3 separate regions of the Mus musculus genome follow, and regions 2 and 3 are each linked to region 1. A link is a contact called in public Hi-C and HiChIP or PLAC-seq data. All regions are on one chromosome and are shown on one strand. The core of a region is the stretch at or near the end of the contact, and the rest is flanking DNA. Distances in the headings are between cores, read along the strand shown.

Evidence for each region. Hi-C and Micro-C count contacts between places; a contact is called where the count stands out from the background. HiChIP or PLAC-seq counts read pairs in DNA pulled down with a chosen protein or histone mark.
Region 2: a contact with region 1 is called in an H3K4me3 HiChIP or PLAC-seq map of the SCID.adh cell line, with 20 read pairs. The contact joins the enhancer-like site here to the promoter of Traf3 in region 1. A contact is called at or near these places in 9 of 39 promoter capture datasets (3T3-L1-derived adipocytes, the HPC-7 cell line, embryonic stem cells and 5 more), 12 of 484 Hi-C or Micro-C datasets (the AML12 cell line, DN3 thymocytes, ECoMG-derived neutrophils and 9 more), 14 of 115 datasets of contacts at active chromatin or transcription factors (the 230-238 cell line, CD4 single positive thymocytes, the SCID.adh cell line and 8 more) and 2 of 9 other capture datasets (adipose tissue and embryonic stem cells).
Region 3: a contact with region 1 is called in a Hi-C map of cerebral cortex, with 1.7 times the contacts expected there. The contact joins the enhancer-like site here to the promoter of Traf3 in region 1. A contact is called at or near these places in 5 of 39 promoter capture datasets (3T3-L1-derived adipocytes, embryonic stem cells, liver and 2 more), 2 of 15 datasets of contacts at CTCF or cohesin (CD8 T cells and the NIH/3T3 cell line), 7 of 484 Hi-C or Micro-C datasets (the AML12 cell line, cerebral cortex, cortical neurons and 3 more), 11 of 115 datasets of contacts at active chromatin or transcription factors (CD8 T cells, the HPC-7 cell line, the SCID.adh cell line and 6 more) and 1 of 9 other capture datasets (liver).

Annotation. Positions count from the first base shown.
Region 1 is chr12:111,164,017-111,169,111 of GRCm38.p6, reverse strand. Traf3 (TNF receptor-associated factor 3) reads right to left here and starts at 2,742. Exons shown (of 12, transcript NM_011632.3): 1 at 2,510-2,742. The region is part of intron 2 of 4930595D18Rik (RIKEN cDNA 4930595D18 gene); the gene reads left to right.
Region 2 is chr12:111,225,194-111,230,288 of GRCm38.p6, reverse strand. The region is part of intron 2 of Traf3 (TNF receptor-associated factor 3); the gene reads right to left. Among named protein-coding and RNA genes, the nearest start is that of 4930595D18Rik, 43 kb to the right of the region's middle. Within about 2 kb of position 2,673, at least 12 of the 459 cell types and tissues checked have an H3K27ac peak or open chromatin away from gene starts, as enhancers often do. A contact at or near this core is called in the SCID.adh cell line and myeloid progenitors, where this site is marked.
Region 3 is chr12:111,200,622-111,205,716 of GRCm38.p6, reverse strand. The region is part of intron 1 of Traf3 (TNF receptor-associated factor 3); the gene reads right to left. Among named protein-coding and RNA genes, the nearest start is that of 4930595D18Rik, 19 kb to the right of the region's middle. Within about 2 kb of position 2,461, at least 31 of the 459 cell types and tissues checked have an H3K27ac peak or open chromatin away from gene starts, as enhancers often do. A contact at or near this core is called in cerebral cortex, cortical neurons and forebrain, where this site is marked.

The sequences.
Region 1 (5,095 bases), core at 1,493-3,992:
CTGCCCTCGCTCTGGCTCCAAGCCTAAGCAGTCTCACTCTCAAGGCCTCGGCTGCCTCTCGCTGGTCACCTTCCAAATCCTTCAGCCTCACCTTCCTCACTTCAGCTCTCTTCTCAGCCCCCCTCTCTGTCTGAAATGTAATATATACATATATATATATATAATATATATATATACATATATATATAATATATATACACATATATATACATTATATATATACACACATATATATACATATATATATATATATATATATATATATATATATATATACACACACAAATATCAACCAAAAACAACTAGTTTTTCTTCTGAAAATACTTGCAAAGATGCAGATAGGGGTTCTGATTCCACAAAATCAGACTATGGCCTTGGGTTATGAGACTTCTCTGCTAACAATTCTGAAATTGACTATTGAGAAGAAATTAAGCTATTGCATAATATTTGATAGGTTAGCTCATTTGCTGTCTGGAGAGTCTTACTATACAAGATGAAAAAACAAAGATGGGCAAATTTAATGCAATTTCCTTTGTGTGTTTGAGCTAGCTCAGGCTTGCAACACCACAGTGACAGTTTCATCTCTCCTGAGGTAGTTTCAGCATAATAAAGAAGGATTTTAAGGGAATGATAAATCATGCTCAGCCTTGGGCTCATTAGCATATGTATCCTGACAATACCCCAGAAAGTCCTTCCTCATTCACACTGATTCTAAGGGATCCTAGCAAAAGTGTTTAGAGAGAAATCTCAGACACAGGGAGAGCAAGCATCCGTTCCTAGATCCCAGGTAAATGAAGGACTTTCTTCAAAGCACCAGCAAGAGCAGCAGAAACAGACTGCTGCTACTGCCTGTTTCCAACGGAATGTCTCTGCAGCCTCCTCACTGAGGCCATCTTATTAATTCCAAAAAGAATGGATAGCATCCAAAAAAAAAAAAATTGGTTTTCTTTTCCCTCACAGAAAAATTCACATGAATGTCTTGTTTAAAAAATGCTGGAATTCTCCCTGGCCAGATTTTTGATTCCCCGACTTCTGCATTGTGACAGCTGGAACAGATGGTGTCTGGGTGAGACACCTTACATCTTAAACCTTGTCCCTGATAAGGTCTGATTTCAAACAGTGAGGCTGGACCCCAAGGTCTGCCAGGATGTATCACCAGACCCTACACACAGGGTTTTCTGACTCCTGTGATAAATTTCCCAGTTTTCAATTTGCTCTGGCCAAAGAATTTTCACCTTCAGACTAGTTCTTAATATATAAGATGTCACAATATGGCGAAAAGGGAAACATTTCCTCTCCTTTAAGTAAAGGATGGCTGTACACTATTTTGCTAAACACCCTACAATGATGCAGTATTTTCAACAGGCCATTTTCCAAGATCTGAAAAACACCAGAAGGTTTTAAGAGCTGACTGAGGGTTCCCCTGAACAATTTCTACATATAAGCATTTTACACACAATACAAAACAGCATTTCTAAAGATTTCACTTGTGTATCTAGTCACAGAAATGCTACCAAAAAAAAAAAAATTATGGCTCCTCTTCAGTTGTATGCTGTGAATGTAAATTAAGATGACAATACAACACTCGATAAACCCTTTAAGACTCCACAAAAAAAGAGCATACTTACAAATGTGTGTACGTAACACACACACACACCCTTCTATTTCATTCTCAAAACTGAGTCAAAGCTCAGTACAAAAGCCGTGAAAATAAAATCAGTTCCTTCAACCGATCATTAATCTGAATGCTTCTTCGATTTCAGAGCACGTCCACAACACTTCACCCATTTGCATGTTGTTGCCGTTTTAAATTAAAGGTAAAGAATTGTCCACGCAGAATTCTCTCTAAAGGTCTAATCCTGATACCCGGGTCCCCAACCGGTGGTGATGACAGTGTAGAAACGTGGCGAAACGTACATGAGCCATAGCCTGGCGCCTCCAAAACCTGCAAGCCCCGCGGCAAGGATCGTTTTAATGGCTCGCCCGTGGGGAGCCCACTCTGACCTTTGGTGTTAATCGAAGGTGGAAGGTGTGCATTCGGCCCCAGCTGGATCCCAGAACCGCCTGCCTTCCAGCCTCTCTGCAGCTCTCCGACTATGAATCAGTCATTCATCTGCAGAGCAATGACTCAGTATAAACTTTTAAATAATGGCTCAAAAACCCACCTCCACCAGCCAGGGCGAGCACGCTCATCTATGCGGGCACCCTGTCTCCGCCGCTCCGCACCGCGCCAAAGCCCCGGGCCTCGGAGATGCTGACGGCTCGGCACCCCTCGGGGCGGGCACCCAGGGCTCGAGGCCTGCCTGCCCCGTCTGCCCGGAGCGCCGGCGCCTCGGGCCCGGAGCTGGCCGCACACACAAAGTTTCCAAAGTTGGGGCGGCGGGCGGGCCGCACCGCAGACGGTGAGGCGGCCGGGCCTGGCAGCGAAGGACCCGCCGGGCCCGGGGCCGCCGCCGGGATGGAGCCGCCCGCCGCCCCGCCGCCCGCCGCCCCCGGCCCGCGACCTTACCCCGAGGCCCGCCCGTTCGGCCGGCTCAGGGGCGCCGCGCGCATCCTCCGCCGCCTTCTGCAGCGTCCAGCTCCCCGGGCAGCCCCATGTCGGGGGGCGGGGAAGGGCCGGCGGCCGCCGCCGCCGCCGCCGGCTGGAAAGTCCCTGCTGGGCTGCAACCCGGCTCGCGCACGCGGCGGCCGCCGGCCGCGCCGCCTCACGCACCCTCGCGCTGGCACTTCCTCTCGCGCGCTGGAAATCCCCGCGGGCCGCCTGGGCGCGCGCCCCAGCGCGCCCGCCCCCGCCGCCCGCGCGCGCCTCCCCGCCCCCCCCCTCATCCCCTTCGGCTGGCGCGCGCCCGCGCCCGTTGCTAGGGACCCTCGGCCCCGCGCTCGCCGCCGGCCTTAGCAACGGCGGCGCGCGCCCCAGGCCCTCAGGGCCCTGGCCCCTCCGCGCGCGCGCGCGCGCCCTCGCGCCCCGCCCGCGTCCCGGTCTTTCCGGGTCAAAAAGCCAGTCGAGCGGAGGGGAAGCAAGGAAGGTTCCTCGCCTTGCCACCTCGACGGGCGGCCCAACAGTCTCGCCTACTCGGGCACTCAGGTCCTTGCACCTGTAGAAGACACTCACTCGCGGGCGCCCATTGACACGCGTGCAGAGTTCGTTCCTAGTGTCTCCTGTCCAAGAACACACATCTTCACCGACAGAGTTCACAGGCAGGCGGGCAGGTCTCACAGTCCACATTAGCACACAGCCATGCCACCCTCACACATGCCCCTCGTATGCTCACAGGCGGGTCTGGTACCATCTGACCCAGCTCTAGGGGTTTAGCAGAGTCCTCCTCGGCTCCCTACATACCCACCCGAAGTGGATCTGCCCTGTGTGGACAGGGTGGCCAATTTGTCCTGGGTACTTCTCTAAGCCAGGGACACCCATTTCTCCAGCAGCTTCATCTTGCTGTCTCATGGTCACAGGGCCCCACCAGATGTCCCTACTGCCATGGCAAGATGGGAGCAAATGGGGGTCTATCCTTACAAAGTTCAGACACTTGAGCAAAGAGGCCATGATTGTTTCCAAGTCATCTGGAAGCTCACACATCCCTTCTCAATAAAGTTTGTCGGATCCTAGGCTGGAACGGAGACCAGTGTGACCAGGCTGCGCAGGAAGTCCAGCATCTTCTGTCCAGCTTACCTCATGGAATGTTCTAGAAGCCTGGATAGTCTGACAGGACATCTCTGAATGCAGTAGCCCAACAGGTGCCTGTTCGAGAGCCCACATAGGCCTTGCTAGCCAGGCTCAGCTAGGCCAGTGGCGCCCTCATCTGGGCCACAGGCCACAGTTCTGAGTTCAGAGTCAGGTCAGATCCAGGGTTCCCCAAGGCAACAGTGCTAGAACGACAGTCCCATCTATGAGGACCCTGGAGCTCACTATTAGCCCCTTTCCCCTCGTGGGTGTCTTTAATGGCCCGGAATGCTCAGAGTGCCCCTGCCTTCTTTAACCGTGTTCTCAGACCTCTACTGTTCGACCCCAGCCCTGTCCAGGGCACCTTTCTCACACGCCTTTCACGGCACAAGGAAAACTGCCCAAATCCAGAAAGGCTTCCTTCTCTAGGCTGCACTATTTGGACTCTTTTCAAATAAGCCACCAGGCAGAAGGTACAAAGACCTGTGCGTGGGGCTTCCTATGGCTGCGTGGCTCCTTTTATTCTCTGCCAAAGCACTAGTAAGCCTTCTTCAGAATGAGTGGGTAGAGTCCAGCCGCGTGGAGCTCTCTACGGGTGAGACCAGCTGCTGCTCCCCCACCCCGAGCCCTTCTTCTCCCATTTAGCAGCTCCAGACCCCCTGTTTTGGGGAAACACAGAGGGCAGCATAAAGAAGTTTGCCCCATCAGAGCCAGGGCTTTGGGGGCGGGTTTCTGGCCACCGCAGCGCCAGTTGCTGGGCAGAAGTGATGAGCAGTACGGAGAACCAATCAGAGGGCTCTGCTCTGGGCATTTCAAAAGCAAAGCTGGCTGTTCCCTATGGCAACGCTGAACAACACGCCGACACTGTTTCTGGACAAAGAAATTTCTCTCAGGAATTTATGTGGCCTCTCATGCTCAGTTTGCTGCATTTTAGGATGCATGCAGGTCTCGTGATGACTCACCGAAATGCAACTGTCCAGAAAGCCGCTCCCATCTGTTGTGCTAAGAGGAAAAGTATTCGTCGCATGGTGTCGGGGGCTTCAGGCCTGTGAACAGGTGTCATCAGGCCCCTCCCAGTGCCTCAAATGACAGCTCCAGGAGCAGAAGCCACCTGCCCCTGCAGGGCAGATGTGTGCTGAAGTGAGCTGACATTTCGCTCACTAAAACATTAAATACTAGCAAAGGAGAGACACACAGCAAAATTATAGTTTCAGTAAGACTTCTCAGCAAGTAGCTTTCAAACCTGTTGAATATGTGATACACACCCACATATTCATCAATACTTAATCCCAAACATGTAATGTGCTCTGATTATTCTGGTCTACTTGTTAATGTTTAAATGATTTTAGTTACTTATGTATCCAGTGTGTGTGTGTGTGTGTGTGTGTGTGTGTGTGTACACTGTGCATATGGGAACACACATCATGATTA
Region 2 (5,095 bases), core at 1,424-3,923, 61 kb before region 1:
AAGCTTGAGAAGGAATTGTCTGTGCTGGGTAGTAGCAGTCAGAGAATCTGGAATTATCTTAATTGTTTTCTAAGGGTCTGGACTGTCATAATGAAATGAGAATCAGAGCCTCTTGCTTGTCTACAGCTCACAGCACTGTACACCTTTAGCATGAATGTGACCTGCTATATCTACTGTGTATTCAGTATCACAAGCTAATCAAATTTAAATTATATTATTTTGAGTTAATTATTTTTGTATTAGTTTACATCTAGATTTTACATTAAGATGGGAATTCACTCCCTTTATTAAAGCCCAGTGGCTTTAGTCTGCTTTTAAATGGTATAGCTACCACCATTCTCTAATTCCAGAATATTCTTACCTTTCCACTGAGATGCCCACCCCCTCCTGTCCTCTTGTTTTTTCGTTTTTGTTTTTTGAGACAGGATTTCTCTGTGTAGCCCTGGCTGTCCTGGAACTCAGTCTGTAGACCAGGCTGGCCTCAAACTCAGAAATCCGCCTGCCTCTGCCTCCCGAGTGCTGGGATTAAAGGCGTGCACCACCATGCCCGGCTCTGAAGAATTTTCTTATCAGCACATGAAAACTTGAATTATTATTATCTACTAGTCTATGCTACTTTTCATTGAAGTATCTTTCACTCATGCTATCTTCTGAGTTTTAGCACATGACTTAATACTAACAATTAAATTACTTTTACTTATAAATAGTGTGAACAGTATCTCCACAGGGACATAGATTACACGAAGATCATATGCCACAGGAGCCACAGGGTTGCTTTTTTTTTCTAACACCCACCCTCCCCTCCCAACAAGATACTCTGCCTACCGAGTGCTGGGATTAAAGGTGTGTGCCACCCCCAACCCTCTTCAGCTTCATTTCCTAAAATAAACACATGAGCGTGTGCACACACACACACACACACACACACGCACACACATGCACACACACACACATGCACTCACAGTATAGAAACTGTGTTTCTACAGGCAATGTATTTAAGCTGTATTTAAAGACCATACTTTCTAGCCCAATTAGGGGAGTGTGTTGCCCACAGAACACTTAGCATCTGCGGCATGCTACACTCTCAGAGGCTGGATGTCAACCTAATAATCCTATTCAGAACATAATTCCTGAACTTTTCCACTTTCCAATTCACAAAAAAAGATACTATTCTGTTTACTCTGCATCAGAAAGCTTCTTGCAAGTTGCTGTGCTCACAGCAGCAATGTTTAAAAGCGCACTACAGTAAACTGACCACACACCAGGCAAGTGCCCTCCTAAGGAGGAGCATGGGATGCAGCACGGTGCTGGAGTACATGGCACGGCCCAGGACTGATCCACCGTGATTTGTAATGCAAAAATTAATATGATAATCTTTAAATTCATGTGGAAATATAAGAGGTCTAGAGTATATAAATCTTGGAAAAAAACAAGACTCACTTTCTGGTTTAAACTTTTAATGTTCAGCTCAACAATCAGGCTCTGATATCAGCATAAACCTGAAGAGCCAGGAAGGTGGTCACTGGCCACTCATAGCTGCTTAGAGACCTGTCTCCACCTTTCTTCTCAAGCGGTCAGCTGGCCTGAGGATGGTGCTTTGGGGAGGGTAAGTGGCAGGTAGATTCCAAGCCCATGTGCAGTGGTAGGTAGATTCCAAGCCCATGCGCAGAACACCCTTCGGTCAGAGCCTGTGTGCTACTCCATCCTTGTACTCTTTCCAAATGGAAACAGCGCCTGAACTTTCTGTTTACGATTATTACTTGCACTCATATTTAAAAACTTCTGTTTGCTTTATGTGTATGGATGTTTTGACTACATGTATGTCTAGTCTAGGCATGCCTGGAGCCCAGCAAGCCAGAAGAAAGTGCTAGCTCCTCTGAAGCTGTAATTCTAAACAGCTGTGAGCTATCATACAGGTGCTGGGAACCAAACCAGGGTCTCTGCAAGAGCAGCCACCTCTGCAGCCCCTTGTTTGTGTTACTGAGACAAACTCGCTGTCCAAGCCTCTGACTTAGCGTGCAGCTGAAGATGAGCCCCCCTGAGCCCTCAAATGCTGCATTACAGGTGTGTGGATTACAGGTGTGTGGATTACAGGTGTGAGCCACCTCCAGCTCATGCTTCTCTTCCTGTCAGCTCCTGCCATGTCTCTCGCATTACACACATTTCATGTTTACCATGGGATACACTTCATCTTCTGGATGTGGTAATGGTTACTTATCATGCACAATGGTGTTCCAGCTTCTGTATTATGCACAGTCGGCTCTCAACATCCTAACTCAGCTCTTCTGAGGAACGTGGACAAATGTCTCTAGGGCACACACCATAGATTAAGGGTCCAGGGTTAGCAAGTGCCATCTTCAGGTCAATCTAGGCAGCAGCCTGGTTTTCTAAGGCCCTAAAGTCAGAACGACTTTTAGGCTTTAACATGTAAAGACAAAACAAAGACCACGTGATAAAAAACATAGGGAGTCCCCCAAACCTATTTAGTGAGATATTGACACTTTTGGTCTTCATGGAAACAGTGTGGTACTTTTAACCCTGAACTATGTTAGAAGTGCAGAGAAACTGCTGGTGGGCAGGTTGCAGAAATGGCAGCGTCCTAAGGGAGCTGTCCTGAGACGATGTGGACATGCCCACAGGCAGCCCCACCCACAGCTGGAGCTACAGCCCTCTGTGTCTCTGCCAGGCTAACCATGGGTGAGAAACTGCTTCCTCGCTCTCGACCACAACAAACACAGAAGCCTTCTGTGACCTCAAAGTGGGAAGGTGGTTGGGAATGGACCTCAATGGCTGCCTAGCATGTGAGGCTAGCCCAAGCTACATAAGACCCTGTCTTTAGAACTATGGGTGGGGTGCTCAGTGGGCTGAAAGATATCTGCCAAAAAAATCTAGCAACCTAAGATTGAACCCTGAGATCTACACAGTGGAAGAACACTCACACCAACACCATATCACATCCTCACCATATGTGTGTGTCCTCAAACTCAGAGATACACCTGCTTCTGCCTCCTGAATCCTAGGACTAGAGACGTGAGCCGCCACACCCAGCTATAATTAAAACAAACAAATAAACAGCAACAACAACAAAAAACAAAGTCTCTTTACCTAGCCCTTAATGGCTTGACCAAAAGTAAAAATAAAGTCTAGGTGGGCAGCTCTCTGCTTTCAAGGCCAGCTGGAGCTACACAGTGAATCCAGGCTAACTGGGGATAGAACAACAAACTAACAAAACTGGGCTGGAGAGCGGGCCCAACAGTTAAGAACACTGGCTGCTCTTCCAGAGGATGTGAGTTCAATGCCTAGCACCCACGTGGCAGCTCACAACCATCTGCAACTCTAGTTCTAGGGGCTCTCATGTTCTCTGCTAGAATGCACTCAGCACAGACACACATGCAGACACACATCCACACACGATCATTTCTTTAAAAATAAAACACTTCAGGCTGGAGGGATGGCTGAGCAGGCAGGACTTTCTCTCATGTCTGACTACCTGAGCTCAGTCCCTGGGACTCGCATGGCAGCAGAAGAGAACTGAAGCCTGCAAGCTGCATTCTGACCCCTGCACAAGTAAGGGCTCTCTCTCTCTCTCTCTCTCTCTCTCTCTCTCTCTCTCACACACACACACACACACACACATCAAATTAGAAAAAGAAATCTTAATTAAAAAGGAGGAGATGGGACATCTGGGTCTGGCTCCCTCTACACACAGCCTGGGAAACACTGCTTACCTGACCAACCTCAGGAAATGGCAGCCTATGACCCCACGCCACACAGTAAGTTCAGGGGAGAAAAGAGCAGAGGTGCTGGAAGTTATCCACAGAAACTGACCCTGAGAAGATGCTAAACTGAACACAGAGAATCAAAGGACGCTGGCATGAGCTATGGAGCACAGGTTCTGGGGACAGCTGATGCAGATGGCAGTGACCCCACCAGACTCCTTTTGATCCTTCGTGGGGACAATACCTACAAGTTCAGCACCCAAACAAAGACTTAGTTCAAAGTCTTCAAACAAACAAAAAAACCATTTGTAAAAATTAAGTTCCCATAGTTAAGACAGCTACATTATTTCTAGGTTGTTTGTCACAAGGACATCCTCGGGAACCCCCATGTGACACCTGCAGGATACGCACAATCATCAGAAGAAATGGTAAAATGTGGCTTTGGACGCTCTCCAAACAGAAGACTGTGGAAACTGTGATCAGATTTCATGACTGGATAGAAATACTTTTATTTCACTTATTTTTACATGCCTATACACATAGTGTACCTCTGTCCTAAAATTGAGATTTAGTGAAATTCTATACTTATTTTATTGAAGAAAAATTATGCTGGTTCAGTCAAATGCATTAGAGACAGCATTTGAAGAACATTGAGGGTTTTATTAACCATGTAAGAGACCAAGCTGAGGAAACGACAGGGAGTCTCCAATGTTCAGAAGCTGATCACATAAAAATCTGGGTGACATGGAAGGTCACCCACAGGATGGAACCTGGGGCTATTGTCGACACCTCCCTTTCCACCCTCAGGAAAATCAAGTGGGAAAAGAATGTTTGCTTTTGACACATGAAGAGGTAGCTTTTACAGAACAGAAATAATGGCGCCCCTAGGCAAGGAATTACAGGAACTGCAAGGCTAGAACATGGCACTTAGCCACTCACACACACCTGAGGAGGAGCCACGGCCAGCAGTGAGCAGCAGTGAGCATTCCCAGAGCCCTCGTCCTGGCATAGCTAGGTATTCTAGTTCCAGACAGGACTCTGCTGCACTTCATGCAGACTGAGTGTTCTGCTTCCAGCCTGCTGTACTTTCAGGTGGGAACTGACTGTATCAGAAGGCCTTATTTAATCCGGCATGCGCCGTGTGTAATCTTCTGAGGGCAGAGGTTCTCCAGTTTCCGTCAGCCGCCTTAGATGCCTGGCTCACACATGTGCTGCAGCAGAGCGAAGAGTGACTTCACACTTCCTCTGCCTTCAGCATTAAGGTCTCTACTCCTGTGACTTGGCTACATTTTAATTTTGAGCTTAGAAACTAAAAACAAAAGTACATCTGCTGACAAAAGAACGTTCCACAAAACTGGAAAGCCTGGGAAAACCAA
Region 3 (5,095 bases), core at 1,212-3,711, 37 kb before region 1:
AGTGTGTGCTGTGGTGGCAGGAGGCTGACAATGGACACCTTCCTCATCCTCCACCTCCGAGTTTCAGACAAGGTCGCTGACAACCCCAGAGCTGGGGACTTGGTAGGCAGCCCTATGTCCACCCCAGCCTTAGCACTGTTTTTAAACCTGGGTGCTGGGGATCTACACTAGGGTCTTGGTGCTCAAATGGTGAGTACTTTATCAACTGCACCATCTCCTCAGCCCCTCAATCCAGAACTCATGTGGACAGCCAGGAGCTCTCTCATCACAGCAAGGGGCACACAGGGCAGAGGTCATGTCCTCCCCATGGATGTATCAGGATCAGCACACTGAGCAGAAATTATTAAATGATGAAAGAAAGGAAAAAATGTAGAAAAAAGTTTTTAAAATTTAAATTGAAGAGTTCTCTAAGTTAGACCTGAAATTATGAAAGACCCCCCCTTCTGACAAAAGGAAAACAGATGTATTAGCTGAGAGCAAATTCTGTCAGGACATGAGCCTCAGGGGAGCAGACATCCAGGAGCAGGAGCGGAGTTCTGATCCTGCACCTGGGTCTGGCCTACTCTGGGACCCCAACCAAGGACATAGCTTCTTTGGGCCTCGGTTTTCTCATCTGAAATTAAAGAACAGAATCAGACAAAGATCCCAAATGAGGCCCAGAGGTAAGCCACAGCAATACACCCACTAGTGGGTGGCTCAAAGACTAGCTTACTTTCAAATGAACAGTCATACCATATAATTCTGAGTTCTAGGCCAAACAGGTAAACATAGTGAGCTCAAGCACACTAGGGCTTTAAAGCAAGACCTTGTCTCCAAAGGGATTTCAAGGTTGTCTGAATATACAAGGAGGACTGCTTGTTTGCTTGTTTTGCTTTTTGTTGTTTGATAGTTCTTTCCAGCTATGGCTGGCATGGAACTCAACACACAGACCAGGCTGGCCTTGAACTCCCAGAGATCTGCTGCCTCTGCCTCCTGAGTGCCGAGTACTAAGAGCAAAGGTGTATGTACCACGCTCAGCTTGGGGAGTGAACTGGTTATAAATGCTGCCAACAACCCTTTGATCATAAAGCCAATTGGTCCTCCATTATAATTCACATAAGCTTGCTCACTAGATCTCCTTCCCCAAACCAACCACCACAGCTTTCAAACTAACAGCAAGTCAGGCTCTCTGGAGCTGGAAACTTCTAGAAAGAAGTTTTTCAGATGGACAGCAAGCTCCACCAGAACACCACACCACAGTAGGACATGAAGCTACAAGTACAGTTTGGGGTGAGGGGATTATCAGGCAATGGATCCATTCTACATGGTCCATTGGTAACTGTGGTCAGATGGCTCCCCAACCTGAGGCTGAAAACAAGCTTTCACATAGCCTGTGACTGGGAACCAAGAGGCAAGGTAGATGTTACAAGAGAAAGAACTGAGCAGGGTAGTCAACTCCGGAGACAGGATGTCCTCTCCACAGAAAGCTGAATTTATTTACACTGATCATGTATTCAGACTCTCAGCTGGAAAATCTCAGTTAAAATGCCAGAAGGTTCAGAGCCCATTCACAAGCTTTTCAGAACACATGCAGTTGCCATGGTAACCCTGACATATTTCTTGGTGTCGGACATATAAAATTACCAACCATGATGCATTTGATATATTTTGGGGTCACCAACCTATAGCAAAACCAATCTGAGTTAGAATCTAGCCCCCCTCATAGATAAACAAAGAGGCGCAGCTGAAGGCAGTGCTCAGTGCATCCCATACATGAGCAAAGAGCTCCATCCGCACTTGAGAAAATGCTCATCTGAGGATTTTCATCTGAGGAAAAAGAAGAACTCAGGGAACTAGACTTTATCATCTATCATATATGGGTGGTGATATATTTTACGCCAGAAAAAGGAGATATCCTACGCCAGATCAATGAAATTATTGTTTAAAAAAACAAACATATTATAATCCATACCTAGATTTCTGAGAGTCAAGCTTGTTTACTAGAAAGCCAAAGTAAAAGCAACCCCTTTTCAAAGAACATTGTGAGTAATTCATTAGAGGATGAATAGTCCATGATAAATAAGACAATCCTTCAAATGTCAAAACTGTCATTAATACAACACAAAGTTTTATTTTAGATACAGTAGAGATCTACTCAAATCACAATTATTTACTTTGACTTGGGATATTCATAAATACTTTAAATATAAAAATTCATGATTGTTAAAGCCCCTTACCTTTGTATAACCCACCATCTGAACTCACAGATGAAAACCAAATTATGAGGCACAAACTGCAAAGGCATCTTCAGTTTCACATTCCGAGGAAAGCCCACTGCACCAGAAACTCAGCTGCTGCAGGACAAGCCTGTGCTAGCCAAGGCATTCACAGAATTGCCTGCGTCGAATCACAGAACTGCAGGTCCTAGGGCATATTAGACCCACCATCTCCTCCTTCAGCTCATAGGCGGCAGCAGCAGCAGCCTGAAGGGGAGCGGGCGGCTTCCATATTAACAGGGCTTTGCTAAGCGCTGCATTGCAGTCTTTCTGAAAGCTACCAGCCTCGGAAGCAAAGGCGCTGGAGACAGACTCCTCAGCAGAGGCAGCTGCCTTTGGAGCCACAACGGGTTTTTTGTTTTGTTTTGTTTTTTGTTTTTTTTGTTTTTTGTTTTTTTTGTTTTTGGATCTTTAAGAAATGTTATAAACTTCTAGAGGTATTTCTGGATTTCTGACCCGTTCCCTAAAGGCTGCCTGGTTTGTGGTTTATGCTGGGGTATTGCTGGTACAAGTGAGTGAGACAGGTCACAATGCTGAAATGGGTGAAATGTGCATAGTGACACACAGTCTTTAATACTCAAGCTGCCTGTGAGCACTGCGCACATCTGCCATCAAAATGTCAGCTTCTAAGTCCCTGCTGAGAGGCTCTGAGAATGAACCACAGCTTCACAGCTTTCAGTACAAAAAAAAAAAAAAAAGCCAACACACCAAGCATGCCTAGCTCCTGTACAGGTAGCTTTCCCTTGGACACCCAGAATAGTAAACACAACGACGTGGTCAGAGGACCTGAAATAGTAAACCATTGGCCATGCAATCAGATTCAGAAGAGACCTCACCAACAGTAGCGGTATCCTAGGTGGCTTTCACTTTGCAGTAGTTTGTTCATTCATTGACTCATCTGCTGAACGCTATGTATTACTTGGAAAGGGGCTGCGGGTGACAGTTTACCATGACAGTGGCTACAGGCACCCAGTAGGACTGCAACTGGAGAGCAGGTTATCACGAGGACAAGTGCCGTGGTCAGAGAGGACAGGAGCTACTCCGCAGATCCAAACACAGGTCAGGACAAGGTCCTCTAGGAAGGATCTACGGTGAAGCTGGAGGAGTGGGCTGGCTGGGACGCACGGTCAAGACAGCCGCGTGTCCCTGTGTAGCAAAACCGACCTCAGCAAGAGCTCATGAGGTCCACTGTACTGCTGGGGCCTGAGGCCTTGGGTTCCGTTAGGGTTTCTATTGCTGGGAAGAGACAGCGTGACTACAGCAACTCTATTTTTTTTTAAGATTTATTTTATGTTTATGAGTACACTATAGCTGTCTTCAGACACATCAGAAGAGGGCATCAGATCCCATTACAGATGGTTGTGAGCCACCGTGTGGGTGCTGGGAACTGAACGCTGGAAGAGCAGTCGGTGCCTTAACCACTGAGCCATCTCTCCAGCCCACGACAACTCTTTTTATAAGAAAAACATTAACTGGGGCTGGCTTACACTTCAGAGGTTTAGTCCATTGTCATCATGGCAAGAAGCATGGTGGCACACAGACAGACATGGTGCTGAAGAGATAGCTGAGAGTTCTACATCCCAATCAGCAGTTGACAGGAAGAAGAGTGGGACACTGGGCCTGGCTTGAGCATCTGAGACCTCAAAGCCCACCAGCCCCAGTGACACCCTTCCTCCAACAAAGACACACCTACTCCAATGTCGCCACACCTCCTAGTAGTGCCATACCCTGTTAGGCTATGGGGGCCATTTGCATTCAAACCACCACACTCGTGTAAACTCACAGTACCCCTGAGCAGCTATGTGCACCCACAGCTGACAAGGTATCAAAGCCTCTGGTATCTGAGGCATATACCTGTGCAAGGCTCATGAGGATCAAGTGGCAGGGCCAGAGTGTGAACACAGGCAACAGCAGCAGGACAATCCTCTCTACTGCCCCCAGAAGGCTGCTAGCTTTTGGTGATTCTGACCCCTGGAAGGAGTTTCTGTCTGCAGTGGCTGCTGCTCAGATGAACTGTGTTCCTCTGTGTATCTGTGGCCCAATATGACTTGAACTGGCAGTGGGTTGAGGATAGGTGAATGAATAAGCAAAATTAAGCTATGCTGGCCACTGCCACACACTCCTGCGGGCACCATGAAAACAGTCCCTCTTCACCTCTCCTATCTACCTAACTGTGCTCTAACCACAGGCTCTAAGATCACCTCCAGGAAAATTTCAGAAGCTCCTTTCCCATGCCCAGCAGCAAGGCCCTTCTGTCATCCCAAAGGGTCATCACACTGTGCTGTGACATGTAGTTCCATGTAGACTGCACCTCGCTGTGGCTGCCATTCACAGAAGACACTATCAGTCTCACTCACAGAATCCAATGACTCCCTATGAGGTAGCCTCTAGTATCATCCTCTCCTCACAGGTAGAAAAACTGAGGCACAAGGGCCCTAAGTTATAGTCCAAGTGGAGCCCAGGCCTTGGCTGTCACAGGTCATTTGCTAACCAGCCAGCTCCTGCTTTAATGGATACCCACAGGGTTTGCTGACACTAACTAGAAGGGAGGATGCTGGCCTTATGGAAAGTTTTTTAAAACATTTTTTCTTTTTCTTTCTTTTGTTTTGTTTGTTTTTGTTTTTGTTTTTTGTTTTTTTGGTTTTTTTGGTTTTTTTTTTTGAGACAGGGTTTCTCTGTGTAGCCCTGGCTGTCCTGGAACTCACTCTGTAGACCAGGCTGGCCTCGAACTCAGAAACCTGCCTGCCTCAGCCTCCCAAGTGCTGGGATTAAAGGCATGTGCCACCACTGCCTGGCTTTATTTTTCTTGTTAGTTTTTTGAGATAGGCTTTCTCTGTGTA